5 separate regions of the Mus musculus genome follow, and regions 2, 3, 4 and 5 are each linked to region 1. A link is a contact called in public Hi-C and promoter capture Hi-C data. All regions are on one chromosome and are shown on one strand. Each heading gives the region's core, a stretch centred on a gene start, on an enhancer-like site or on the middle of the called end of the contact. The rest is flanking DNA. Distances are from core to core; before and after follow the strand shown. Region 1 holds the start of App (amyloid beta (A4) precursor protein). Region 2 has its middle 110 kb from the start of Gm41483. Region 3 has its middle 63 kb from the start of Gm41483. Region 4 overlaps App (amyloid beta (A4) precursor protein). Region 5 overlaps App (amyloid beta (A4) precursor protein).

Evidence for each region. Promoter capture Hi-C pulls out the DNA fragments that hold promoters and counts their contacts. A called contact is a pair of places that touch in the nucleus more often than the background predicts.
Region 2: a Hi-C map of cortical glia shows a contact between it and region 1, with 2.9 times the contacts expected there. The contact joins the enhancer-like site here to the promoter of App in region 1. A contact is called at or near these places in 6 of 39 promoter capture datasets (the 3T3-L1 cell line, 3T3-L1-derived adipocytes, hippocampal neurons and 1 more), 16 of 484 Hi-C or Micro-C datasets (the AtT-20 cell line, the C2C12 cell line, the HL-1 cell line and 12 more), 7 of 115 datasets of contacts at active chromatin or transcription factors (bone marrow-derived macrophages, cardiomyocytes, embryonic stem cells and 3 more) and 2 of 9 other capture datasets (adipose tissue and pancreatic islet).
Region 3: a contact with region 1 is called in a Hi-C map of the N1E-115 cell line, with 16 times the contacts expected there. The contact joins the enhancer-like site here to the promoter of App in region 1. A contact is called at or near these places in 1 of 39 promoter capture datasets (liver), 4 of 484 Hi-C or Micro-C datasets (the AML12 cell line, the N1E-115 cell line, cerebral cortex and 1 more) and 5 of 115 datasets of contacts at active chromatin or transcription factors (embryonic hindbrain, embryonic midbrain, embryonic stem cells and 2 more).
Region 4: a promoter capture Hi-C map of liver shows a contact between it and region 1. The contact joins the enhancer-like site here to the promoter of App in region 1. A contact is called at or near these places in 12 of 39 promoter capture datasets (the C10 cell line, the SN4741 cell line, cranial neural crest and 8 more), 1 of 15 datasets of contacts at CTCF or cohesin (CD8 T cells), 11 of 484 Hi-C or Micro-C datasets (CD4 T cells, bone marrow-derived macrophages, cerebral cortex and 6 more), 20 of 115 datasets of contacts at active chromatin or transcription factors (the NIH/3T3 cell line, bone marrow-derived macrophages, a colorectal cancer cell line and 15 more) and 3 of 9 other capture datasets (adipose tissue, liver and pancreatic islet).
Region 5: a promoter capture Hi-C map of liver shows a contact between it and region 1. The contact joins the enhancer-like site here to the promoter of App in region 1. A contact is called at or near these places in 8 of 39 promoter capture datasets (the 3T3-L1 cell line, cranial neural crest, liver and 5 more), 8 of 484 Hi-C or Micro-C datasets (bone marrow-derived macrophages, brain, cerebral cortex and 4 more), 15 of 115 datasets of contacts at active chromatin or transcription factors (bone marrow-derived macrophages, craniofacial prominence, embryonic forebrain and 11 more) and 3 of 9 other capture datasets (adipose tissue, liver and pancreatic islet).

Annotation. Positions count from the first base shown.
Region 1 is chr16:85,171,641-85,177,304 of GRCm38.p6, reverse strand. It overlaps App (amyloid beta (A4) precursor protein), which reads left to right and starts at 3,598. Exons shown (of 18, transcript NM_001198823.1): 1 at 3,598-3,803. The coding sequence starts at 3,747.
Region 2 is chr16:85,427,059-85,432,722 of GRCm38.p6, reverse strand. No RefSeq gene overlaps it. Among named protein-coding and RNA genes, the nearest start is that of Gm41483, 110 kb to the right of the region's middle. Within about 2 kb of position 3,597, at least 14 of the 459 cell types and tissues checked have an H3K27ac peak or open chromatin away from gene starts, as enhancers often do. A contact at or near this core is called in cortical glia, where this site is marked.
Region 3 is chr16:85,383,976-85,389,639 of GRCm38.p6, reverse strand. No RefSeq gene overlaps it. Among named protein-coding and RNA genes, the nearest start is that of Gm41483, 63 kb to the right of the region's middle. Within about 2 kb of position 2,654, at least 2 of the 459 cell types and tissues checked have an H3K27ac peak or open chromatin away from gene starts, as enhancers often do. A contact at or near this core is called in the N1E-115 cell line, where this site is marked.
Region 4 is chr16:84,997,332-85,002,995 of GRCm38.p6, reverse strand. The region is part of intron 13 of App (amyloid beta (A4) precursor protein); the gene reads left to right. Among named protein-coding and RNA genes, the nearest start is that of Gm10791, 28 kb to the right of the region's middle. Within about 2 kb of position 2,450, at least 29 of the 459 cell types and tissues checked have an H3K27ac peak or open chromatin away from gene starts, as enhancers often do. A contact at or near this core is called in adipose tissue, liver, microglia and 1 more, where this site is marked.
Region 5 is chr16:85,018,899-85,024,562 of GRCm38.p6, reverse strand. The region is part of intron 11 of App (amyloid beta (A4) precursor protein); the gene reads left to right. Among named protein-coding and RNA genes, the nearest start is that of Gm10791, 50 kb to the right of the region's middle. Within about 2 kb of position 3,157, at least 12 of the 459 cell types and tissues checked have an H3K27ac peak or open chromatin away from gene starts, as enhancers often do. A contact at or near this core is called in liver, where this site is marked.

The DNA.
Region 1 (5,664 bases), core at 2,349-4,848:
CGACAGGGCAGAAATGACAATAGGGACTCTGCCTTAACGAGGTGGAAGGAGAGACCAGACCACTGAAGTTGCCCCATGACCTCCCCATATGAGCCATAGACTGTGCTTGCTTGTGCTCTCTCGCACACAGTACATACACTCTCTAATTGGTTAAGAGCACTTCCTGCTCTTATAGAAGACCTAAAGGGTTCCTAAGGCAGCTCACAACAGTCTACAATCCTAACTCTTGGGAATACGACTCCCTTTTGTGACCTTAGTGAGCACACTCACACTTGTGGGCACACAGAGGGGGGTGGGGAGGGAGAGAGGGAGAGAGGAGAGAGGAGAGAGGAGAGAGGAGAGAGGAGAGAGGGAGAGAGGGAAAAGAGCAGGAATGGAATAAAAGAAAAACAAACTTTTAGGAAATTTTAAATAGAAAACAGGAAAGCTCTTTCTGGCACAATGCCAAGTTGACCGTTTCCTCTGAGCACGCCCTGCTCAGGAATGTGAATGGGATGAACTTCAGCCGTGTGAAGTGAGACTGCTCATGCTAAGGATTTCTGTTTCTGTGGGTTATCATTTATCACTGGGTTTTTTAAATAGGCCTACTCAAAAGAAGACACTTACCCTCCTCTTTTTAAAAATAATTCCTGCCTCTTTCCCCTGGCACATATTGGGTGGGGGGGGGGGGGCTCACTCTGCTCTATGTTCAGAAACGCTCAATATAATGCCCCACTGTCACGATCTATAAACGTTTAATCTTGGACAAAAGGTCTCGAGCTTTCATTTCCCGTAAGATCTTTCGAGATCTGGAACTGGATCTGTTCTCCTGGGTGTTCAGGTTCCTTCCTTGTTCCTACAGACAGGAGATCATGATGATAGGTAAGTGTATTGGGGAAGGAGTGTGATATTCAAGGTATGAAATAACCAGTCCCCCTATGGTTAAGCTGTAGTTAAGCTCTAAGACTGTTTTCCTGGCCTGTGAATGGGGGTTGGGGGTAGTAGTAATGACTTCCTTGGATTTGTGTGTATGTGTGTGTGTTCTGTTATGTGTGTGTCTGTAAGTATACGTGTGCCTATGTATATGTCTGTGTATATATGTGTATGTCTGTAAGAGTATGTGTGTCTGTGTGTGCATGTGTATGTATCTGTAAGTATATGTGTGTCTGAAGTGTGCATATGTGTGTGTGTGTTATAGGTGTATGTGTGTGTATGTCTGTGTATGTGTGTGTGTTTAAGTGTACGTGTGTCTGAAGTACAGATATGTGTATCTGTGTATATGTGTGTGTGTGTAAGAGTAAGTGTGTCTGTGTGTATGTCTGTCTGTGTGTATGTCTGTTTGTATGTATGTCGGTAAATATATGTATATATGTGTATGTATGTAAGAGTAAGTGTGTCTGTGTGTATGTCTGTCTGTGTGTATGTCTGTTTGTATGTATGTCAGTAAATATATGTATATATGTGTATGTATGTATGTATGTATATGTCTGTGTGTGTAAATGTAGTGTGTTTGAAGTATAGATATGTGTGTGTATGTGTAAGAGTATGCTTGTCTGTATGTCTGTATGTATATATGTGTGTATGTCTGTGTGTGTATGTGTATATGTGTATGTGTGCATGTATGTACATGCCTATGTGTGTGTGTGCGCGCGCATGTGCATGCTTGTTGTAAGTCATCCTTAGGTGATGCTCTGGATGCTGAAGCTTTCCACTTTTTTTTTTTTTTTTTTGGAGATAGGATCTCTTTCCTGGCTTACCTTACCCAAGAGTCTGTCTGTCTCTCTCTCCCTCCTAAGCAGGTGCTAGCATGGCTGACATTTTTATGTGGCTTCCAGGGGTGGAACTCAGGTCCTCGTGTTTAGATAGTAAGTACTTTATTGACTGAGCTACCTCCCTATCCTTTCCTTGGCTTCTGTAGGAAATGAATGCCATATGTAATCAAAGCAAACGTTACTTAGCAAATATTTGTTGTTATTTGTTGAGGACCTTCAGAGGACAGACATTCAGGACAAATACAAAAAGGTATCTGTAGAGTTGGGCAGGTGGTATGTAGGCATGTTGATAGATGAGTGCTGACTTCTCAGAAAGGAAGAGGTGGAGACCTATCCTCCCACCACACTTACAGGGGATTGGATTCCTTGCTGTGGGAAAGAAAGAGCGGGCCTTCTAGGTTGCTTTCTATTGCAGAGTTATAAAAAAATCACGATCCTAAGCAACTCGAGGACAGGGCTTATTAGCCTCACGCGTTCTGATCACAGTCTAACGCGAAGGGAACTCAGAGCAGGAACACAGGGCAGGAACCTGAAGCAGGAACTGGGCAGTGGCAGAAACTGCTTGTTGTTTTTTTCCCTCCTGGCTTCTTCAGCCTGCTTCCTTACACAAGCCAGGACCACCTGCTCAGGGCTGGTCTCCCACATCAACTAATAAGAAAGAATATGCCCCACAGGTTTGCCTGCATGTCAGTCTAATGGAGGCATGTCTCTCAATTTAGGTTCCCCCTTCCCAGATGACCAGAGCTCATGTCAAGTTATTAAAAAATTAAGCAGCAAACACATCAGGTAAAGGAAAAGGCTGTGGCCTCAGAAGCCAGGAATGCATTTGGTATTACCTTCATCTCCTTCCACTAGCCTAGGGAGAGCCAAAAGCTTGGCGTCTGAAGCCACATTAGGTCGGGAGGGTGGTGGTAGTGGGAGCATGTCTGGATGGGTCTAATGTAATTTTAACACTGGGAAGTTTGTGTTTAATCTAGGAGAAAATGGTTTTACGGAGGTTCATTTCACTGGATAAGGGCAGATCCAAAAAAAAAAAAAAAAAAAAAAATCGAGAGCAGAGTTCCAGGAAGAAGTCCTGGGTGATGGAGGTGGAGGAAAAAGAGCCATCACTCGGTATCTTTTCTGGCCTAACTTTGATCTCTTCCCCATCTTAGATTTTTACCTCCCTGCCTCCTTCAATCCCAGATGCCGGTCCCCTTCTCTGAAATTATCCACGTCAAGCAAATATGCAATGATAATACATTTAAAAACCCACTTCCCATCTCCAAACACGGAGAAAAATGGGTCATTCTGCATCCTGTGCCCTTCTCTGGTACATTCTAAAGACAAAAATTCCAGATTGCAGTGGCGTGAAGGGTGACCTCCTACCAAAAGAAAAAGAAAATAGAAAAAAAAAAAATCCTGTTTCTTTTGCTAATGTTCTCGGCCTCGCTCCACCTCTCCAAATAGAGAGAACGAACTGCGGATAAAAATGCACGCATCGCAGCCTTAGCTCCTCAACCACATTTGGGAGAGGCCTGCGGGGTCGGGTGACTCAAGCTCGCGCGGGGACGAGCCGAGAGCGCTCCCGACTTCCCTGGAACCTTAACGTCCTACGGTTCACCTTCTCCCGATTGCGGGGTCCTCTCCCTGACCCAGATCACTCCCCAACTTGGTTCCCAGACCCCATCGGGAGCGCGGCTCCCCTTAGCCCAAGACGCCGCACCTGTGGGCTCTGGGTCGCCTCCCGCTGCGCTCGGGCGCAGCTCCCCGAGGCTCCGCTAGGGGTCTCTGTCGGGTGGCGAGCCGGGTGGGCGGGATCAGCTGACTCTGCCGGCTGCGAGCCCCGCCGCCTCGCTCCAGCTCTGTCAGTTTCCTCGGCGGCGGGAGGCGAGAGCACCGGGAGCAGAGCGAGCGCGGGGCCACCGGAGACGGCGGCGGCGGCGCGGACACAGCCAGGGCGCGGCGGATCTTCCACTCGCACACGGAGCACTCGGTGGCCCACGCAGGATCACGATGCTGCCCAGCTTGGCACTGCTCCTGCTGGCCGCCTGGACGGTTCGGGCTCTGGAGGTGGGTGCCGCGCCTTGGGAACGAGACTGGGGAGGCGGGCGCCGGGAGGACGCGATCCTCCCCACCGAGGAGCTTGAATCTCGAGACGTGGGGGGCTGTCACGGGTAGACCGCTCCTCGCCGCCCCCGCCTGCGGGCGCCCTGCGCTTCGGCGGCTCTGGCCCAACCCTGCCCGGGGACGCGCTGCCCGAGCGATGAAGAGGGAATGGGTTAGGGCGCTGGGGTCCCCATATCCGTGCCAGCCTAGGGCTGGAAGGCGAGGGGACGAGCCTGAACGCAGACCCTGACTCCTCCCTGCGTTGAGAGCTGGACTCCGGGATGCGAGAGACACCCAGTTCGAGGGGGAAGGGACACGTGTGGAAAACCGAAAGCGTAGCGTCTCAGGATTCAGTGCCCTGCGAGGAAATCGCCGCCCTTCCCCTTCCTTGGGGTCCTGGGTTGGAATGGGGGCAGCTCTGGATGCTGGGGAGCGCCTGGCTCACACTCCCTTCCCACCCCCGCCTGTCTTGACTGCGAAGCTGGGCTTTGCTCCTGGCGGCCGCGGGCGGCGGCTGCCTGCGCAGCGACCCTCTCCCGAGTCGGTGCGGGGTCGCGCACCGCCGCCTTCCTTTTGCAAACTTTGTGCATTTTCGTGTCTCCCTTTTGTGTAAGTTCCAAGTGATGGGAGGGATCGGAAAGTGCGGCCACCCGGCACCGTCCCTCAACCTGGACGTCCAGGACTCTTCAGTGCACCTCCAGTTTCTCCCTGAGTCTGAGAAGGTCCCCGGGAACAAAAGCCGCGACACCCCGCCCTCGCCGTCCAGGGCGCGGTGGCGGAGCCCTGGTAGTTGGTGCGCCACCGCCGTTCCTTTCCCCGAGCTGCGCGTCTGCCCCCGAGGGCCTAGAGGTGCTGCTAGGGCCCCGCGGTCTCCCACCCCCGCATCACCACCACCTACTGGCAATCCTGTGAGGGACTGCAAAGTCCTGAGAGAGAGAGAGAGAGAGAGAGAGAGAGAGAGAGAGAGAGAGAGAGAGAGAGAGAGAGAGAGAGCGAGCCGGGAGTGAGGCGTGCGTCTGGGAAGGGCAGTGCCTGGTGGTGGGGAGGCTGAGGCTCCAGGGCATCAAAGGAGGCGTTTGTCTGATTAAGGTGCGGCCTCCTATGGGGCAGATTTGGGAACTCTAGCTTAGTCACCCTGGGGGGGACACAGGATGCTGGGGAGGGTCCTCAGGGTTCCTTTTTTTTTTAAAAAAAAAAAAAAAGGGGTGCAGATAAAAGGATTGAATAGGGTGAAGATTAAGACGGAGAAGATGGCGCCTCTGCAGTGCAGCAAAGAAAAGCTGTGTGGAGGCTGCAGCCTGTGAAATCCACCCACCACTAGGTGTATAACAAGTCTTCCCCATTCATCCAACTCTCCAGCATGCAGCACAAGGCTTGTTTTCCTTTTTATCCAGAGATGCCTGGAAGTTGTTTGCGTGGCAGCTGGTTTTATTTCTCTTCATTTGTACCCTCTTCACCATCTAAGCATTTGCTAATAGCCCTTCCTCGTCGTCCTCCTCTTTCCCCTCTACCTCATAGGAATTTTCCCAAAAAGCAATTTCCGGGCGAGTGTTTTCCTGCAATTTTGTGGGGATTGGCTAGGCTATCACACTAGTATGAGTTTTTATTTATTTAATTTTTTTTAGCTCTTAATTTACAAGGTCATTGAACTTTTAGCCCCTCTGAATTTTTTTTTTTTTTTTAACCCACAAGTGGCTTCAGAATCTGTAAGTCACCTCAGACTGGTTAAAACAGGTCTTCGAAGAGTCTTAAGAATTTAGTGTTCCATTTTTTTTTTTCAAAGCCATTTAATCAAGGGAATTCTGATTTCTCTGACGACCTAAGA
Region 2 (5,664 bases), core at 2,348-4,847, 260 kb before region 1:
CAAAAATAAAATGGGGGGGGGGGTGCGGAATACACACATACACAATAGACTCTTCTCTGGGTGTTGTCTGCTCTGATTATTGTATAATAAGGTACACTGTCTGATCTTATTACTTTTTATCAATGGAGAGGATCCATACAATGTAAGAATATCACAAGTGCTCAGGTGTATCCATTGTCTACTCCCTAATAATTATTACAGGACATCTACCCATGAGGCTAGCTCCACATGAAAACTCCTTTGTCCTTTTGTCTTCATGTGGGAATCAAGGAAAGATGAAATGGGAGAACCCACTGCTAGGGACTCCTGTGGAGAAATAACTGCATGTGTTGCTCTAGCTTTTGTCACTGTATGTTCACAGGAGCTGCTCATGACAAAAATAAATAAATAAATAAATAGAATAAAATAATGAAGTCAGTGTGTCATCAGCCAACATTTGACCCAGATCCGGCCCCAAGCAGGGTCTTATTCTACCATAAGAGAGGGCCTTAGTCTGGCTACAGTCACATATTTCAAGGAATAACTCTTGGCCCAGTTTCTGAAAAACCATCACACATCAAGTTCAGGATCAAGCTGTGCTTCGCTTGGGCTCTGGCTTCTAAAAAGCCATAGAGAAAGGGATTTCAAAAATAGCCCTATCAGAAGGATTGCTGGAAAGTGAGGTAAAGGTTTTTCTTTGTTAGTGAATGTGATAAAAATAATTCAGTTCCCCCGACCCCATCACTTCTCGACATGAAACTCCAAAGGAGACTCTCAATCAGAAGTTAGCTCCCTTACCCAACTTCCAAGCTGTCTTATAAGATAGATGGGTGCCGTTCGACTGCCCAATAAACAGAAGTTAATTCTCTCCACACTTGACAACTTCCTATTGTGTGTTCAACTGAGGAAATTTCACTTGGGAAAACACTGATGTAATCACTGCCTAAAGGAACACGGTGGCAGAACTGTGCAGTCAAACTAAATCAATTCAAGAGTTCAGTTTGGTCTGTCTTCTTAATGTTGTGAAAACCAATTTCCTGTCAATAAATATGTGTCTAGACAAGGAGTAGAAGACAGACGCAGGCTGCATCTCTTAGAAGGACAAGACAGCTATGCCTGAAGAGTGCAAAAGCGCAGAGTGTGCTTCTTCACCTCTATGGTTCTATGAACTACAAGAAACAACAGGATAAACTTATGGGATGTGTTCATAAGTACTGTAGTTGCAATGTTGAATGTAATATGAAATCAACAGAGTTACAGATTACGATAAACTGTATTGTAAAACAGTCTACATCTACCACAATGGAGTTGTGTAAAACTACCTGGTATCCATATTGCACAAAACAGAAAAGAAAAGGTGAAAATTGATTTGGTTTTAGCATAAATTACATCATCTACATATAAAAGACAAGCATGTACAGGTGCTGTGTAAGCTCCCTAAGGAGGAAAGTAACCAGTAGGTCTCCCTAGCTGTGATACCTATGATCCACAACAATGGCCAGCATGATAAGACAACCCTAAGGTGCAACAGTGGCACTCATATTGTGGTAGTAACCAACAGCTGTCTAAATGGACTAAAGCATAATGCAGCAAAAGGGAAATCATGCACTGGACGCCGACTTGGTCTTGCAGAATAAGTAAAGTCATAGATCTTAGAGGAGGTTCTTGTACCACCTCCGTAATAAGCCAACGTAATTCCTTGTCATATTCTAAGTAGTTTCCTTATACCCAAAGATAAGTGTAACTCTCACCCCTCATCAAAGATGTGTTTATTTGCAATACACAGAGAAAATTACAGAAAACCACAACTGGCCAAAAATGCAGAAAACAATTGGCTAGGGTGCATTTAGCTCCAAAAGGTTCAACTCCTGTATCTAAGCTCAGGGAACATCGTGGAAGAGGGGCCAGAGAATGTGATTATGTTCCTCAGATACAGCAGGGAAGTGAAACTCAGGATAACTCCATAACATGGCTACCTAAAGAAAATCAAGAAAAAGGAAGACCAACATGTGGATACTTCATTCCTCCTTAGAATAGGGAACAAAATACCCATGGAAGGAGTTACAGAGACAAAGTTTGGAGCTAAGTCGAAAGGATGAACCATCCAGAGACTGCCCCACCCGGGAGTCCATCCCATAATCAGTCACCAAACCCAGACACTATTGCATATGCCAGTAAGATTTTGCTGAAAGGACCCTGACATAGCTGTCTCGTGTGAGGCTATGCCAGTGCACGGCAAATACAGAAGTGGATGCTCACAGTCATCTATTGAATGGAACACAGGGCCCCCAATGGAGGAGCTAGAGAAAGTACCCAAGGAGCTGAAGGGGTCTGTAACCCTATAGGTGGAACAACAATATTAACTAACCAGTACACCCAGAGCTCATGTCTCTAGCTGCATATGTAGCAGAAGATGACCTAGTCAGCCATCATTGGGAAGAGAGGCCCCTAGGTCTTGCAAACTTTATATGCCCCAGTACAGGGGAACACCAGGGCCAAGAAGTGGGAGTGGGTGCGTAGGGGAGCAGGGCGGAGGGGAGGGTGTATAGGGAACTTTCAGGATAGCATTTGAAATGTAAATAGAGAAAATATCCAATGATAAAAAAATGTGACTAAATACAAGACCATACTACCATGGTAGGTGCTAATATCATGGGGTCCCACCCTTAACCATATTACCACAAGCAACTAAGGAATGCTGGGGGCAGAAGAAACAGTATTCTCCAAGGAAGAGCCACCTAATTGGTTTTCCAATTCCAATCGGTCAGCCCTAAAGTCATATACATGCAAGTAAAATTAACTAAACTGAATGTGCTGTAATTATATACTTATACATGTAACAATAGTTATTGAAGAAAAAGAGGCCATGAATGTTACAAGGAACAATGGGGTACATGGAAGGAAGTTAGAGGGAGGAAAGAGATGGGAAAAATGGTGTACTTATATTTTACTTTCTCTCTCTCTCTCTCTCTCTCTCTCTCCCTCTCTCTCTAATGTCTATTGGAGGAAATGCATTTATTACTTCTTTTGAAAAACAATATTCTAGAGAAAACATTCATTGGCATTTTTAATTAAAAACCAGTAGATCATGGCATTTCTTACCTAAGTATTTTTTTATGTACTTTAAATGATTATTTTTATTTGGAGGGGTTTCAGATATTTGAAAAACAATGTGTAATAAATGGCAGAAACAGGAGTAGAGGGGTTTTTTTTCCCAATTTGAACAAAACAGAGTTTTCAGAATTCAAGTGCTTAATAATCTTCCAAATAAGAACACAGCCTGACATCTCCCAGCTCGGGAGCACGTTTGTCAGTGTCTGAATCTGCAGTGAGCATGAGCTGTTTGTCAATGAGCCAGTGAGGGGTCATGAGGACTGACTGACTCCAGGCACTGTCTGCTCTGAGGACGCCACTGTGACAAAGCTTTTGTCATCCTCTTAGCTGGAGCTGTTTTGACACTGTTAGCTTCTGTAGAGATTTCTCTCCAGATATTTTCCCACTGATTTTCAAAACAAGGCCTTCTAAAAAATGAACCTCTAACCAGATATGCTTTGTCATGTATTTGGTGATAAAGAACTCAGTCTTTTTAGGGGAGGGATAGCTTGCAGAACAGGAAAGCACCTGCCAAACCACACCAAGCACTAGCAGGCAGTCTGCTCAAAGCACTCAGCTGCGAATGGGCTAGGGCAATGAGTTTCTTTGGGGTTGCACAAGGTGGAGATGATGTAAATGATAATAATAATAATTTATATATATATATATATATATATATATATATATATATATATATATATATATATATGAAATTGTATTGAGGCACTGTCTTAGTTAGGATTTTACTGCTGTGAACAGACACCATGACCAAGGCAACTCTTATAAAGAAAACCTTTAATTGGGGCTGGCTTACAGGTTCAGAGGTTCAGTCCATTATCATCAAGGTGGGAACATGGCAGCATTCAGGCAGGCATGGTACAGGAGGAGCTGAGAGTTCTACATCTCCATTAGGCTGCTAGCAGAATACTGGCTTGCAGGCAACTAGGATAAGGGTCTTAAAGCCTACACCCACACTGACACACCTACCCCCAAAAGGCCACACCTACTTGAACAGGGCCACACCTTCTAATAGTGCCACTCATATACAACCAAGCATATACAAACCATCACATTCTACTCTTCATATGTCCAAACACATATGGGGGCCATACCTAGCCATAGACAATAAAAGAAGTACATTTAGTCCAATTTCCAAAGTTCCCATAGTCTATAGCAGTCCCAACAATGTTAAAAGCCCAAAGTTCAAGGTCTCTTCTGATATTTATCTGATCACTTATCTGTAATTCCCAAAGCATGACAGGAAACCAGCTGGACAAACTCCAAACTCTGCATCTCCATGTCTGATATCAAAGCAGTATTCAGATCTCCAACTCCTTTTTCATCTTTCTTGACTGCAACAAACTTCTACCACTGCTGTTCTTGGTGAGCATTTCCAGTACACTGGGGTCTTCTGCTGCATCTAGGCTTCACCAATAGGCTCTCATAGGCTCTCTTCATGGTGCCAAGCCTCAAATCCTTTACATGACCCCTCTAGTCCTGGGCCATCAACTACAAATGAGGGTGCATCTCCACCAATGACCTTCCATGGCCTCTCAGAGTGCCAAGCCTCAGCTGCTCTTCATGACCCCTTTATGTCTTCAAAACCAGTACCACCTGGGTGACTCTTATTTGTTACCAAGCACAGCTGCAGCAGGAGATATCTCTGCTTGGCTATCTCTAGAACACTACTTCTTTGTGCTCTCGGAAAACACTTCCCATGGTTCACCTTAATGACGCTGATCTCTTCTTAATCCCCATTAGTTTCTTAACTCTAGCCAACCAGCATCAATAGTGTCCCTTCTATTTTTCACTCTAAACCAGAGCCACATGGCCAAAATTGCTAAGTTCTGCTGTTTGGAGGAACTGGGATATGCCCTTCTTGTTCTGTTACATTATCACTAGCTTTCTGTTTTCCAACTCCTTCATGACCTAAGCTTGACTGTCCTGGATATTGCTCTGTTGATTGACCTTGAACTCAGAGATCTGCATGCCTGTCTCCTGGGATTAAAGGTATGTACCACCATGCCTGGATTTAAGCTTTCTTCACCTAGAACTTGCTTTGTCCCAGGCTGGCCTTGTATTCCGAGATATGCTTGGCTTTATCTGCTGGAATTAAAGGTGTGTACTACCATGCCTGGATCTAAATTTAGCTGGGTAGGATCTTGCCCTGAAATCCCATTTTCTTAATCTGTTATCTCCTAGAACACAGGATTCAGCTCCATTTCACTTTCTAGTGTCCCTTTAAAACTCAAACCATATATTTTATACTTTTCCTTTCTAAGCTTGTCATGCTTGTTCAAAATGCTCTTCATCAGACTTAACCAGAAAACAAAGTTTCTGCTGGGTTTTTTTGAGACTTCCTTTGTCAATGCAATGAATAAAAATCTCTTTACCTTCGTCTCAAGTAGACTCTTTAGACAAGGGCAAAAATCAGCCACATTCTTCACCAAAATACCACACAATCAATCTCTATGCTACATTCTAAAATTCTCTGAAACTTCTTGGACCAGGTCTGCATAGTTCATACTCTGAGAAACAAAGTCTTCCATATTCCTACTAGGATAGCCCATTAAGCCCCATTTAAAACATTCC
Region 3 (5,664 bases), core at 1,405-3,904, 210 kb before region 1:
GGAGTGAATATTACATATATAACATGATCTGCCAAATATTTGTAAAAAAGGATTATGGAGAGGATTAGAGGTTAAGATCACACAGTTGTCGTTTGGGAGGGAAGAATTGCCAAGCCTTGAGACCATTGTAAATGTCAATCCTAGAACACTTTCTCTCAACCACTTCCCTCCCTGATGCTTAGTATTCATCTTTGTTCTGTGTGGTTTTCTACTGTAAGCCCATAGCTCCATTCACATCCATCACGTGATTCTCATTTGAGCGATCTTTCCCCATACAAACCTTCAATGGAAGTATGGAAAATCGTGTTTTCAAACTCTAAAAGAAAGGATCATGTTTTTCAAAATGGAAGATCCAAATATGAGTTAATTCTTAGACATTTTATGGAAAAAAATCAAATGCAAAAACAAGCTAGCCAGGTCGTGGTGATGTGGCAAGCATGCGTTTAATCCCAGCACTCAGAAGGCAGAGGCATGTGGATCTCTGTGAGTTCAATGATAGCCTGGTCTACAGAGAGTTCCAGGACAGTCAGGGCTACACAAAGAAATCCTGTCTCAAAAAAGGAGGAGGAGGAGAAGGAGAGAAGGAAGGAAAGAAGGAAGGAAGGAAGGAAGGAAGGAAGGAAGGAAGGAAGGAAGGAAGGAAGGAAGGAAGGAAGGAAGGAAGGAAGGAAAGAGTGTGTGTGTGTCTGTCTGTCTGTCTGTCTGCCTGCCTGTCTGTTCACACATGCAAGAGCACACAGGTATTGTGGAGACCTCAGGCACTGGATCCTCCTAGAAGTTGTTTATGATGATCCAGTAGGGCTGCTGGGAATGGAAACTTAGTCCTTTGTAAGAGCAGTTCATGCCCTTAACCAGTGAGCCAGGTCTCTAGCTCTCAAATGTGATTTTTAAAATGATGCAAGATTAGCAATTTTTGTAACATGGTAATGCATATCTATAAGCCCAGAACTCACACATACAGAAGAATCAAGGTCACTGTGGTCTACATAGTAAATCAGGAACTCATCTGAGTTCTACTGTAAGTCTCTGTCTCAGAAAACAACACCAATAGAAATAATTGATCATCAAAACTGACATAGAGAATGCAAAACTTGGAATGGAACCATAGGCATGGTAAAAAACATGTTCATCTCATCCATATGTAAACTGAAGCCCCAAGAAGCCAGTGGCCACAGAAATAGGTCTACAGAGCTGGAAAAAGACCCAGTATTAGCCACACCCAATTACCTTAGCTATTTAGAAGGAGTGTAGATTCAAGGCATGCTTGAACTACAGAGTGAGTTCAAGTCTGGGAAACGTCTTGAGAGCCCATCTAGAAATAAAAAGAATAAAGGAAAGTAGGGATGAAGCTCAATGTCAGAGTACTTGCTCAGCACGCACAAGGTTCGAGATTCAATCTCTACTGCAAGGTTCTAGTTTTCATCTCTAGTGCAGACAAAGAAACGTGTAATTAACTAATTCCTGAATCTCGACAGCACACATATCTACTTTTGTGAATGAAGCTGCACAATTCAGTGAAAGTTAAGATGGCATGCTAAATTATAACTGGCAAAAATTTATGTCCTAAAGTTTATGTCCTTACTATCCATGTGACCTGTGGGTGATTACTGCCAGAAATTACTGTTCATTGTCAGTTCACCAAACATGGCAAACTGTAATGGCAGTCTCGGGCAGAGGGAATGAAGTTTGAAGGTGCCCTGTTCTTTCTTCTCCCATCACCTCCCATCAGAGCCCAACACCTCCTCATCGGAGAAGACAGGAGAAAGATCGAGGCTGATTAGACAAGAGTGAACAAGGATGTGCTTCCCGGATATTAAATGCAGAGATGCAGAAACCATTTTAAAAGGAAAAAATTTTTCATAAAATATGCAAACAGAGATGCTAACGAAACCTTGAAGGGTTTCGCTGAAGTCTCGGCAGATTCATTTCTGACATGCCCTTCCTGTACATGGGACAGTCCTCAGAGAGAAAGATGCCCAGTGACTGCAAAGGAGTCTGAAATATTGAGGATGGGGACTCTTGTTCTTGGTGGGTAGAGAAAGAACTGTGCTAAGAAGAATCTGCAGGAAAATAGGAGGAAAGAATAAATCAGGGACCTGGCTGAAGGAGGCAGCAAGAGACCAAGGCTTGAATCCATAAAGAGACTGCATCATACCAAGCAAAGTCTTGATCATCAATAGCCCTGAAAGGCAGAAAGATCACGCATGGGTAACCAGCTTGGTTCTGTATTCTTTTTCCAATGGGGGGGTGGGGGGGCCTTACTTACTCTGGAAAACCAGTGACTATGACTCATTTCTTTGAATCCAAACCATGTGAGTAAATTGACAAATGACGCTCAAGAAAAAAAGGGTGTTTGCCCAGAGGACCAGAAACAATGGCCCTTCTCTCTTTCAATACATTAACCTTCAGGGAAGAAAAGTGGCTTTAAGGACAGAGGAAGCCGCCACTTCCCAAGCATTAAAAAGATTAAGGGAAATCGTATTGGACTGGAGCAGAGAGGAAATTATTCGCCTGTCTCAGAGAGGACATTTCTGTTGTTATTACTTCTATAAACCATCCTCACCCTCAGCTCCAAATCCAGCTGGGCTGATGGGATTTGTTGAGGCAATATATCAAATTAGGCCTGTTGGGGGAACTCCAGAGAGAAGCCTGGAGCCAAGGAGTGCCCTGAAATTTATCTAAATGACAAGATAGTTAGAACAGCACAACCCCTTGCTTGCCAGACACTGTAAACACCAAAGCCCCAAAAGTCCTAATTAAAAGAAGGCCAATGTCTTTAGCTCCGGGGAAGATGGCCAGAGTTACCCGAGGAGCTACCTAAAATCCCTTCAACCAGGCATGAACTTGGGTGAGAATTAAAGGAAATATCTCTTTCTGAGAAAAATCAAAAGCAACATTAGGAGAAAATTAGAATCTAAAATCATGCACACTGCTCCATCCAATCTGTCAGAAATGATCAACATTACAGAAACATTGAAAAACAAGTCAATTGTTTAAATGGTTTTAAGGAGAGAAGATGTGGGAAGCTATTCAGGGGCTGAACTTTGGTTAAAAAGCTCTGAGCATCCAAGGAGCCCTCTGTCCCCTATGCTGCTAGGCATTTATTAACCCAAATGTGGTAAGGCATGAAGGATGTTGAGCAAAGCCACAAGACACATTCAAACACTCCGCATGGAAAGCACACTTGCTTATGAATACATACACTCTTGGTGATCCATAGAGCACTTGGCTTTTTCACACAGAGCAGCAAACCCTTCTTTCCTCCTGACTCTCACCAGTCACTCCTGTCACATTTCTTAAATGCCAGATCTAGGACAGAGTTCTACGGAGAGTGTTGAGTTAGCAGACGGGCATGGGGTTCAGCACAAGAGATGGAATGGAAAGAAACAAGAAGACACTGGTTAAACAGAAGAGTCAGTTAGCTCCTGGGGATCTCTGAAGTAAGACTGTCCCTGCAGAGCAGATGTGAGCACAGCCAAAATGACCAGGATCGGACATGTCCACTGATTGGAATTCACCATAGCTCAGGAGGATCCTGAAGGGGCTGACAGCTGAGGATGGACAACAACTGCATCCCAACAGCAGGGACAACAAATCCTCCCTCCCAAGTGAGATCTGGGCTGCACAACATGCCAGCTCCCACATGCCTTATCTGCTCTTCCTAGATATGCAAGACAAACGTAGATGGAGTTTGAACTCTCTGATCTTTTTCAATACAGATTCATAGTAAAGAAAGAAAAATTGCTGAGCACGAAGGGAAAAAAAAAAACCCAGTTGATTCCAAGAACCAGGAAGAATTAACAACAGCTTCTGCATCTTCAATCATGAAAAGAAAATGGAAAAAATTCTTCTGTTTTAAAAATAAACTTTTCCCAGGACAGCATGAGGGCCCAGTGGAGAAAGGTGTTTGCTGTGAAGCTTGACAATTTAAGTTCACTTCCCGGGGCTTTGTAGTGGAAGAAGAACTGCCTCTCAAAAATACTTCATTGGCCTCATACATGCACTCTGCTACACCCATACACACTCATACAATAAATAAATGTGAAAGAAAATGCACTCCTTTTTTTTTGTCCCGAGAAATGCTTATGTTTCAATCCACAGTTCTTTATTGAGAGCCTCTTGTGTGCTCAGAATTATACTAGCTGAGGCTGTGGGAGATCAGAGAAATATTTAAAACCACCTCCGACTTAGAGCACATTGTGATGTAGACCCAAGAGGAAACAGGACATGCATGCATAGAATATCTGCTTACTGTATTGCATTCTCCCAGGAGATTGGCACAGTCAGGTAAAGCGAAGCGACAATGGAAACTCAGTTCTAAGCCTGGCTTCTGAATTCGATGTCTTAAGTTGGTTCCATTAATGATGTGGGTTTGGACAAGGCACCCAGGTGTCTGAGGATAAATTTCCATAGCGTAACATTGGATCTACCATATGTACTTACATTTGTATTATGAAAATTAAATCCAACGGCTGTGTGAAGCATGGAGAAGAGTGCAAATGTTTGCTTCCCCCCCCCCCCCGACTCTTGGCATGTCAATGCTAAGTTTTAGATTAGTGTCCCACAGTAGCAGTTTTGTTAACAGCTTAGACTGATGTCCCTAGTCTTATTGGGAGATACTGGAACCTCAACAAATGAATCCCAGTGGGAGGAAGTTGGGCTATCAGTGACATAGCATTGTTATGGTCTTCTTGTTACTGTAGTGAGAAAACACATTGGCCCAAACCAACATGGGCAGGAGAAGGTTTGTTTCAGCTTACAGCTAAAGAGAAGTCAGGGCAGGAACTCAAAGACAGAAACCTGGAGTCAGGAAGTGAAGTGAGGCATGAAGGAATGCTGCTTACTGGATTGCTCCTTTTGGCTTTCTTAGCTATTATTTTATATAATTCAATACCATCTGCCAGGGAGTGGCATCACCCTCAGTAGGCTGGAGCCTCCCATATCAAGAAAATGACCCACAAATGCACATGTACACCAACCCAATGAGGACACTTTCTCAGGTGCAGTTCCATCTTGTGAAATGACACTATCGTGTATCAAATTGACAAAAAACTAAAACAAAACAAACAAGAAACACCAACACACCAACTGACCAGTAGACAACTTTACAAACAAACACATCACTATTAAACTACAAGTCTTTCCTTTTTTATTTATCATCAAGATACCGTGTTAATAAAACATAGTATACAACATAGTAGAACTTTAGAATCCCAAAGTATTTAAATTTTTCAACAGTTTAAAAGTCCAAGTTCCCCAAAGTCTCTTAACTGTTGGTCCCTGTAAAGTTCACAATAAGCTACGCAGTTTTCTAATTCCACAAGAGAAGAACCAAGGCACAGTTATGATTAGATCAAAGGAAAACCAAGATTCAACAAATAAATAGCTCCATATCCAACATCTTGGACTTATTTGCAATCTTTTAGGATCCAAAGCTCTTGGGCAGCTGCACTTCCTGGTCACTTACAGGACACTCCGCTTGTCTCATAAGCTCAGGCCAGCCCCAGTCCATACCTGTGGCTGTCCTTAGTGGTCATCTTAGCATTTCCAATATACTGGACTTTCCACTACAGCTGAGGCTTTACCTTCACCAATAGCTTATAGGTCTTCAGGGACCCTGACTCTGAGTCACAATGATAGCATCTATTCATGACCCCTTCAGAC
Region 4 (5,664 bases), core at 1,201-3,700, 170 kb after region 1:
ATGCTGACCAACTTTTCCCCTCCATTCTACTCCATTTACAGTTGTTGCTGTAGGGCTGCCCTCTCCACCCCGCTGGTACTTAGATCCTGGGAATTCAAACTCCATTCACACTTCCAGAAAGCCTTGTGCACTGAACCATCTCCCCAGACTCCTGTTATAAAGTTTTAAATAAGGATTAATTAAACAACAGGATGCTACAGCAGGCCGTGAGAGGATTCTAGCTGAGGCCCACTGTGACAAGGCAAGTTCTTAAAATTAGTGGAATTCACGCTTTTGGCTTTCACGCTATTATTTTAGTAAAATTCCAAAGGTTTGGTAGTCCTCTTGTCAAGATGTGCTGTCTCTACTACCTCAGTAGCTTCTGTCCGTTTTCACACAGTCACTTACTTTGCAGTAAGGAGCATCTCTACCAGATGGGTGAGGCTTGAGGCAGCATCTCCCACCCCAAGCTGCTGATTCTCATGAAGATGCGGGGAGTCATTTTCCCAGCTCCCCAACTCTTATGTGCTGTAGTTTGAAACAAAACCTAAAGAGAAGCCCTAGCAAAAACTGAGTAGGGTGTGAAAGCAGACCACAGCGGTGGCAAGATGGTTTCCTGGCACGAAACACTGCAACAGATGTGTCCTGATTCCTTTTCTTTTCTACAGTCTTGGGAAAAACCAATGATTTTGGACGGTAACAAGGGCTGGTTACTCTATTTTTCACAAGCAGCTGCCTTCAAGGTTCTTTTTTTAAAAGGGAAAAAAAATGTAGAGATATTTGCCACCCAGAATATGGAAATGAAGCCAAATTAATTTTGAAGTGTGCTTCCACAAGGATTAACTGGAGATGAGATGAGCTTGTTTGCATGTGAGTCAGAGTTGGGAACGAATGTAATTTGCCTCTTGCTGTTCCTCTCAGAAACAAATTCTGCAATGTAGTCACTGAGGAAGCCTCATTATTCTTTATTAATAGCTCTTAGGTAGTGTGTCTTGTGCAGACACTGTTAGCTAGGAAATCATAAACAGGGAGGGTGTGTCAACAGGGCTGGAGGGATGGCTCAGCACATAATGCTCTTAGAGAGGTCCCAGGAGAGGTTCCCAGCACCCATGTTGGACTGCTTACAGCTTCTGTAACACCAGCTCCAGGCGATCTAATGCCCTCTTCTGGCCATCACAGCCATGCACACACAAGAACACACGTGAGTGCACTCACACACACACACACACACACACACACACACACATACACACACACAAGACTTAATATTCTTAATTCATGGGTCAACCTGTTGTGTTTTATGAGAGAGAGAGAAAGAGAGAGAGAGAGAGAGAGAGAGAGAGAGAGAGAGAGAAAGAGAGAGAGAGAGAGAGTTTGGTGGAGGCACAGTATGGTGTCTGTGGAAGGGGGTGGCTCTGTGGGCCCATGCTGAGGCATCCCTTCCCCCTGAGGTACCAGCCACAGAAAGGTATAGTATAGAATAACTTTATGTGCCTCAGTACAGGGGAACGCCAGGGCCAAGAAATGGGAGGGGGGAGGGTATGGGGGACTTTTGGGATAGCATTGGAAATGTAAATGAAGAAAATACCTAATTAAAAAAAAAGAATAGAGTTTATTTAGGGCATGGGGAGGGGAGTTGAGACAGAGAAAGGCAGAGAAATGGGGGAGGGAGGAGAGGGGAGGGGAGGGGAGCGGAGGGGAGGGGAGTGGAGGGAAGGCAGGCCATGAGCACATGGAGAGGTGGGGGGAGAGGGGCAAGAGGAATGGGGAGAGAGGGGTAAGAGGGTAAGGGAACAAGAGCAAGAGGAGAAGAGAAGAAAGTGAGGAGGGGACAAGCAGTCCCTTTCATAGTGAATCAGGCACACATGGCCATTACCAGGGAACTGTGGGGTGGGGCCTAGACGAAATGCCAACACAACCAATTAACCTATTCTATTATGAGCGCTGTCCAGAGAAACAGTATTTTGATATGTGTCAAGACACTATTCATTCAGGGTATGTTAGTATACACCAAAAACCTTATCACTTGGGAGACTGAAAGAGGAGCAACTTGAGTTCATGGCTGGCCTTGACTCTACCAGGAAATCCTATCTCCAAAAGACAAGGGATTAAAAACAAGCAAACAAATAAACAAGTAGTATTTGCAATGCCTTTGTTAGTGGGTAGAGTCCAGTTCATTTCAGCCACTGCTGATAGATGATGTATTAGCAAAGACAAAGAATTTACTAGCCATTTGGTGCACTGAACTCGTTGTTGCTGACTGGCATTTGTTCATAAAGGTGTTAGCTACATCTTTTGCTTGAAAAAAAGCACCTGGCCTCTATGAAATTACCCTATCTCTGCCTTTGCTTTTGGTCTGTGTAGCATTTAGATGTGTCTTCCCGTCCTGAGACAAGGCTGTGTCCCTAAGTCTGCAATGTCCCCTATTACACTGAACTCTGTACGGCTGCGTAAGTAGGCCAGTTGTGAAACCAGACACATCTTTGGCCTAAACAAGGGAAGCAAGCTGGGTAGAATTTCATTCTGGTACAAACACTAGCCTGAGCCCTTCTAGCCCTGGCACACCAGCTGTGTCTCCTCTTTCCGAGGTTGTAACCATAAGCGGAAGTTTTGCAGGTGCCTGGGTTCCTCTTGCAGCCTTGCCTCATTAAGAAGGAGCTTCCAAGTACAGTAGTGCAAAGTTAAGAGTGTAAACGAGAGTGTAGCACGTTGATAGGATCATGCTTACTTGCATTCTATAATGTTTTTATTTAGGAAACAGTGAAAGCAAACCAAGTTTCACATTCTGAAATAGTGGGTGTGGAGGCCTCTTTGTTTGGTTTGTTTTTTTAATGTGTGTGACTGTTTGCCTATGTGTGTGTGTGTGTGTGTGTCTATCACATGTATGCCTGATGCCTGAGGAGGCCAGAAGAGTGCCGAATCCTTTGGAACTGAGGTGATGGAGGGTTGTGAACTGCCAAATGTATGTTGAGAACTGAGCTCTGGTCCTCTTCAAGATCACTGAGTACTCAGGACCACCGAAGCTTCTCTCGGGCCCCATACATGTTTCCTAATGAAAGTCTGTGATTTAAAATTCAAAGTTAATTGTTAGCTTTAAATATAGCAACCTTCATTTCATAATTACTGAGTCTTAGGAAGCAACTGAGAGTTCTCAGATGATAGCCAATATCTTCTCTATAAAGGAAGGTTGCTACACATACTTGTCCTGTGATATAGGCATCCTGTGGCATGAAAATGAATCATTGTGTCATCTTTCTTTGTTACAATAAAACTTCCCTAGGAACTCTAGCCAAATGAAGTGCTTATTGCTAGAAGTTGTCAAAGATACCAATAAACAGTTCTCCAGAGTTTCTATTTGTGAAATGTAGTAGTTGCTAGTATAGTTTTAAGTGTAGTTTTCTAATAGTAAATATCTGTTGCCTAATACAAAGAAAGTTTAGTGTTGCCACTGAGGTAGATGAGTGACAGTTTTCAGACATTATTATTATCTGAAAATAATCTTTGATGATTTAGGTATATACATTTTACATTATATATATGCATATATATATACACACATGTATATAATGCATATGTATATATACATATATATGCACATATATACACATTATTATACTTTTATATGACTTTCAAAAAATAAGATGTAGGAAGGCTGGGTGTGACTTACTTACTTACATAGGAGAGTGCTTCATAGCCTGTATGAAGCCTAGGTTTCCTCCTCCCACATTGCACAAAACGTGGTATGATGGTGTAATACCTGCAATCTCAGCACACAGGTGATGAAGACAGACAAATCTAAGACCTTGGCTACTTAGTACAGCTAGGCATGAAACACTGTCTTTAAAAAAAATGTCTATCCATGTACATACACCGCTATCATTTGCCACTGTGAGTAACAAGAAGATCCAAGAACTAAGCAAGGATATTCAGCATCAGTGAATTGTTTGTTAAATACCTACAATACTCTGGGACTGTTAAAGATTCGGGGCACAGTCTTTCTTACTCAAATAACTTAGAATAATTTAGAATTTGCTTAGAGACCGCAGATCATCAGCCAAGACAAGGCTCTGTTCTCACCGAGGCAGTTGATGAAGGCTGATCTGATAGCACGAGGTGGTCTTGTCTAATAACCACCCTTCCTCCTAACCACCTCAAGAAGACTACTAAGCAAGAGGGAAGCTTGCTTTTCAACAGCTCAAGCCACGTTATTTTATAGGTTCAACTAAGGCCATACATCACATGTGGTCAATAATCTAAGGCCATACCTAACGCCTGGTCAATAGCCTGCAGACTAACCCGTTCCATTGGTCTTGATCCAACGGCACTCACTTAGTGATAATAGCAAATTCAAGGCTGAATCTGGGAATAATATGGGCAGCTTCAGCGTCCTTTCACTGAACGTGTTACGCACTGAAGAGTTGTCTCAACAGCTTTGCACACATACATCTCTGTTGATGTGTTAAACATTTTGTAGGACTTGGGGGCCATGCCACCTTTCTCCATTTGATCGGAACTCATATGCTGAAGTATGAGTCGCTGACAGTTCCGTGGACCATGATATCATAATTCCCCATGATGACTTCACCATTGATTCTCCGGGACCAGCCATGCAGGCTAGGGCTTTGCCAATGTTTATGGTCAGAGACTTCTGGCAAACAGCATGGAAGTGGTGTATTGTTGCTGGCCATTAAATCAGACCCATGAAGTGGCCTCCCCTGCCAGCAGAGCAGATCGCTTCTTGGTTTGTTTTTTTCCACTCAAATTTACAAAGAAAGGCTAACAGATAATTTAATGAAAAGCTCTGTATATGTTTTTGTTTCTATTATTGTTATCTTCATTTTGATCACAAACTTTTTTTTAGTCTCCCTAAGTCTTGCTTAATCCTCAAAAAAATCCTTGATAAGCAAAGTGTATGGCTTTTCCCGTCATTTATTACGGTATTACTTTATATGTTTTGGAAACAGGCCTGTGTATGCCAGGCTGCTCTCATTCGCAGTCCCCCTGGTTCAGCATCTCAGGTGCTAAGGAACATGGTAGTCGTCTTCCTTTCTTCTCTTGCTGAGTCTGACATTGCAGGCAAGCTGACGTCCTGCTCTCAGCCCTGGATACACTGGCATATGTTCTGCTTATGTCTACAGTGTTGACTTTTTCAGGTCGAATATGCATTTGTATCTCTTCACAAAAAAATATGCCCACAGCCAAGGGATGATTAATAGAAACAGTTCTCATCATGTGGCTTTGGACCGGCAACAGCAGCATCAATGAGAAATTGTTAGAAGTGTGCATTCCTTGGCCTCATTCCCAGCCTAATAATCCAGCTATGTGTGGAATAGATGTGTCAGCTTTTATCTCTGTGGCTAAATACCTAACATAAATAAACTTAAAAGACCAGCTTTATTTTATAATATATCTATATTTCAGAAGTCTGAGTCTATAGTCCATTGGCCCTATTGCTTTGGGTTTGTGGCAACTATATTATGGCCAGAAGAGCTTCTTAGTTTCCGGTGACCAGAAGGAGAAAGTAAAGATGGGAAGAAGAAGAACTGAAACAAGAGAATTCTCTGTAAAGACAAATCCCTAACTTCCAAGAGGTCCCATCTCTTAAAGATCCTGCTGCCACTCATTACCAACTTGGGCTGCAGACAAGTCCCTTAAAACATGGACCTTTGGAGGAAATGTAAGATC
Region 5 (5,664 bases), core at 1,908-4,407, 150 kb after region 1:
TTTTTTGCCTAATATAGTCATGAGTTTTCATAGTCATATTCTCTGTTCACATTTACCATGTATCATTTTTCTTCTTGGGCATCCTTTATGTTTTCAAGTGCAGATGAAATGAAGTTTGAATTCTTTGGGTTACAATGTGTATAAGCTAGTGATTTATTTATGCCTGAAAAACACCTTAACTTTACCATTGGTTTTAAAAGATATTTTTGCTGGGTATAGAATTATCAGTCGAAGTGATTTTCTTTTACTACTTTAATGATGTTTGCTGTTTTCAACAGACCATTCTTATCACCTCTACAGATAATCTTTTGTTTGATCTGGCTGTGCTAGAGGTTTTTCTCTTTTCACAGTAGCTATTTTATCCATGTAAAACGATGGAATTCCATCTGTCCTTAGTCTCTTATGACCATCCCTTCATCTCATACTTAAGATTATGTTTGATATTTTCGTGCATAAATTTTTATTGGCTATCATAAACTATGAAATGTTGTTGGTGCTAGGTACTTTTGTATAACTATGAATATATTCAGACTTTGATTTGAAATCTAGCTAGTTTTCCTAGAAGCAGCTTCACCCTTTCGCATTTTGCTCTTTTTAGATATGTTAGGTGGAGTGACTCTTCTTGTAACTTGTTATTTCCATTTTCAAATCAGGATCCTTAATAGTCTACCATGAACTCTGAGTTTCAAATTGGATTGACAAGAACCAGGCAGTCATGTGTCTGTGGGACTTCAGGCACTATTACCTCTAATCTTCTGGGTACCTTTTACCTCTAGCCTCTGTTTCTTATACCAGCAGGCACTGAATAGTCCTCAGCTACAGTCAGTTAGTAGGATAACCTGCAGATCTCTTATAGAGCACCTGTCCTGTAAAGTCTAGCCACCTGGGTTTCCAATGCTCTTTCCTTCTTGGGGTCCACTGCCTGAGAGCCCTACCTTGTACAGTCAGGGAAGCTCAGGGACCATGGTTGCTGACAGTTGTAGGACCTCACCTTGTGTATCTCCTCTTCCTCTCTGGTCCATGGTCCGTACTCTGCAGAAACTGTTCCTGTTATGTAGTCCATCTATTCCTTTTCTCTGGCAGGAGGGTGAAATTTTGGTCTTCTTAGCAGATCTTGACCAGAAGTGGAGATTTGTCCACATTATGTAAGGGAACCCAAACTCCACCCACCCACTTGTGCTGATTTCCCTCACCACACTGATAGTCCTTTCTCAGTTAAGGAGCTCCTGGCATTCCTCCGGGTATCGAGAGGACACTGGTTCTTTTGTACTGATGACATCACTGTGATCTCGGAGGATGGGGTGGCTGGTTCAGGGTGATACCAGTAGTCATGGACAGAGAAAGCTGAGAGTCAGTTGCCTGCTGCAGTGTCTCTTCTCTGGGTCACACTTCCTCCCTGAACAAACAGCTTCTGACAATAAGATGTCTATATTAGCATTTTGTTTTCTGTGAGCAATCTCTGTCTTTCCCAGGCAGTACTTAGTGAAATCCTGCTTATATCTCTTTGCAGATGACAAGGTTCTGGGTTACTCTTTCTTTAGAGAGCATGCTTTGGTGAGGAGAGTTGTGGGGGTCATTTGTCCAGGCAAGAGCTGCTAGGTAGATTTTTAAGCCGCAGGCCTGAGTCTTGGGGCACTGACTCCTGTGCATAAAGTTACCGACCTTGAGTTATTTAAATTTGGACTCAGCCACTGCAGATAGCTCTGTATTTTTGAAAGGTGTTAGAAAACTCTCTCTTCCCGATTGCCTTTGTGCAAATCTCTAAAAAGATATAAATCAAGAGTTTTCATTAAATCTTGTAATTCGATCTACAAACTGTGTTTGGATATGCTGCTTATAACAACCACAGAGCCATAACAGGTGATGAGAAATATGACTTAAATGTGCGCTGACTATTTGAACACAAAATTAAAAGTCAAAAGGTTTTTTTCTCTTTTAAAACAGTTTAATCTTATTCTAAATGTTTGCCAAGCTTCATAGACAGATCTTCCTCAAGACCAGTGAGAAATACGTGACCAGGGGCATATGTGTCCTAGTTTTAATTAATTCAAACAGAAAATTAAGGAATAAGCTTGGAAGCTTTCCTGTTTCTCAAAATGTATTCCTTAACATGTTCCCTCCAGAGAGGAGCTGCCCTCCGGCACTTCCTTCTGGGCACGTCTTCACGGGCAGCTGTCCGCACCTGCAGTGCTGGGATGCTCTGTGGACCATTCCTGGGGTGCTAATATCTGCTTTTTTCTTTTATCTTTGAAAGTGAAAAAATTACTATGAAATTACAAGTGTTTAGATACTTAAAAACATTTTATTGCACACAAATGAAAAGTGATTGTTACCAGAGTTTGCCCTAGAGAGCAGGGAGTTGGTAAGATGGCCTCTCTCTCTTTCTCTTTCTCTCTCTCTCTTTCTCTCTCTCTCTCTCTCGCTCTCTCTCTCTCTCTCTCTCTCTCTCTCTCTCTCTCTCTCTCTCTCTCACACACACACACACACACCACTCTTAAAACCATTTCCAGGGGTACATTTGCTTGTTTAAATTTAACATGCATTCTCATCGAGTAATAATAATAAGTGTCAGAATAAGAGTGACTTGAAATAAAATATAAAATATAATCAGTTCAGTTGCAGAGAAAGTTATGATAAGGAGAATTTGTAAGCTAACTAGTATGGAAATATAAAGTTTCTGATATGTAACTTTTTTCTTTTTTTAAATGATTTTGGCTGACTATTAATATTAGTGGTAGTAACCAAGCTGTGAGAATGATTAGTGGTGTGGATGAGGGGTCTGAGGGAAACATAATTGAGAAATTTAGGCCATTTTCGTCGTTTTTGTGATAACAGTGGTAGGCTAAGGAGACTTACTAAGAAGCTATAAGAGGTTACGTTTGTTCAGGGTATTTTTTTGGATGATTGTGATAATCAAGTTAATGGGAGAAGTATTAGTGATGGTAAAATAATTTTTAGCATTGTAGAAGGTTAGGGTTTTGTACATAGTCTGTTCCATACAAACTCATCAGTTATAACTGGATTCTAAGAAGTCTTACTTTAGTTTTATTATATAAGTGTTTTTAATTAAAAAGAAAAAAAAAACAGAAAAGAACTTTCCGTTGTTTCACAACAGTGTAGGCGTTGGAAAGGAGGGAATGTAGTTTAAGCAGCCTAGGTTCATTCAACCTTGGATTGTTGCTTCATTAGAGAGCGTTTGAAGAAAGAGCAGAGGATCTCAAATGCGAATATGCAAAATTAAAACAGATTGTTGTAAGTCACCCTGAAAAAAGTCAAGAATATGTCACAGGTGGCATTTGTTGGATGGCCAGACCTCTTGGCAAACCTTTCCCGGGGTCTGTGTTGCTTTAAAACATCTTTTGTTGACTAATTCATGCTTACTCTGTAGGCTCTGCCTTCTGGGTTGTGTTATTAAGCCTGTTTATCCCCGGAGAGCTTCGGTCTGTTTGGTTTGACAAAACAAGGCTTAAAGATGCAGAAGTCCATATCAGACCTGGCCTTTCAGTGCTGTGGGGTTGGAGGGGGTTAGCTCTGTCCCCAGTGTCTGTACAGCTAACATTTAGCTGAAGGCATGGGCTTCATCGCAGAGCTGTGGGCAAGGGCTAAATCTCAGTCTAAACCGAATGTCATTGACAAAGGTCGCTGGTTTGTGGGAGAGGACTGCAATCAGTCTGTTTTCCAAAGGTTCTGGTGTTATATAAAGACCTGTGTTTAATGGCCAAGATAGCCATTTAATCTGTAACTAGGGACAAGTTACTTAACAAAGGAATTCTTCCTCCCCAGTCTGCAAATCGGGGTTAAATTTTCAACATTGTTGAAACAGCAACTAGCGTGTTTCTAGCGTTGACTGGCCATAATTCAAAACCAGAAGGATTCACTGAAGGTTGAGACAGGACTGTAGAGAGTACAAAGATGTCTTCCTTCCCAAGGGGTCTGCGAGGTGGTATGGAACACATGGAGGCTTTGGTGACTGTCCAGTTGGGAAGGTTTGCTTCTTAGTTAAAGAGGAGCCAATGGGCGATGACGTATCGGAACTCCTTGCATGTGCGACATGTCTGCTCTAGCAGTGTGAACCCTGCACAAAAGACAGATTATGCAAAACCTTTCCATGTAACACATCATTATTATCTGAACAGAAAGAAGCCTCCAAGAATAATCTATTGCCATTTTCTCTACTCAGTGGAATTTGTGTTTGACCTACCTAGATAGTTTTCTAAAGAAAAAGATTATAGATACATTTTATATCAGGCTTTAAATTTTTTCACTCAATCACTAAACTTAACTGCAAAAGAAAACCTTATTTTCTAAAATTTGCAATGTAAGTTTCCCCAATCGGTTTTGATTTGTTTCCTTGGTTTATTTTTGTTTGCGTTCATGTTCCTGGGGTCTCCTTCTGGATTTCTTCTCCTGTGACATTGAGAATATGTATACAAGGTTGATGGCAAAATCGGGAATCAAACTCAGTAGGAGACAGCACAAGGTGTAGCTCTCTCAAGTGTGTCTTTAAACCACCACACAGTTGTTTCATACAGTTCATGTCATATGCTGAATACTTTTTGTACTCTAAGATTAAGACTGCAAAAATCTGTGGCCTTATAAAAACAGGAGAAAGTTACTTTTTTTCCTGCAGAGCTAAAGTTCAAGGTTTCAGAAGCCATTAGCATGCAATTTAATGTTTCAGAAAGGGTTTTTATACTATTTAAACAGGGACAGGTCATGGTTTCCTTCCATTTTGTGGACACCAGCCTGGTATCAACATGTTATAAAGACAATGGATAGATATCTTTTGGAATTAGTGAAATGAGCCTCATTAAGAGAAAAATTGGATATATCTGGACTCTGTTAGGTATTTTCTGGGACGATTGACCACTTCAAACACCTTCTTAAATGGATGGGGATACTGAGTAAATACACCAAGTGGGTTTGGAATTTCAGTGTGGTCTATGAACATTGGGAGACTGTTTTTCTCATCTGAGAGATATTCACTTGCATGAATAAGATACAAAGGATAGTTTACAGGCCAGAAACACTGCTGAAATTATACTTGGCTCTGAGTCACGCATCAGTTTAATTAACAGTAAATTATTAGCAGCTACATTGAGCCAGGAACTATGCTGGGAGGCAGGAATAGGCCATGCCTTTGTTCCTATCTCAGAATGTGTGCATTCTGCTTTGCCGTGAGTTCTTGTCTTCTGTGCTCTCATTGTGGACGTCATCTAATCCGTTTCCTTACTGCGTATCCCTCATCTTTCCAGAAATTAATTTTTAAATGCCTCTTTTAAAAGGCAGTGTGATCCCAAGGTGAAGGAGGTGACAATTGAAAGGGCCACATCAGCTGCAGAGAGAATGCAGTTACGGGACAAAGATGCACACAGAAACAATGAAGATGATAATAAGGGGGCTGGGTATAATTGGTCCCAATGGGGCAGATCTGTTTCTTTATTCTTAACCATGAGTTTTAGATCCCACCCATTGCCAGTATAACCAAATTGCAGTATTAATACTTAACTGAAATAAGAATTTCCAAGTAAAATACACATGAACACATACATGTACACACATACAGCACATACATTGCACACACAAACAATATGCACAAACACACATACATGTCTGTATATGTGTGTATATAGAGAGATGCATATAGATGTGTGTGTGTGTATA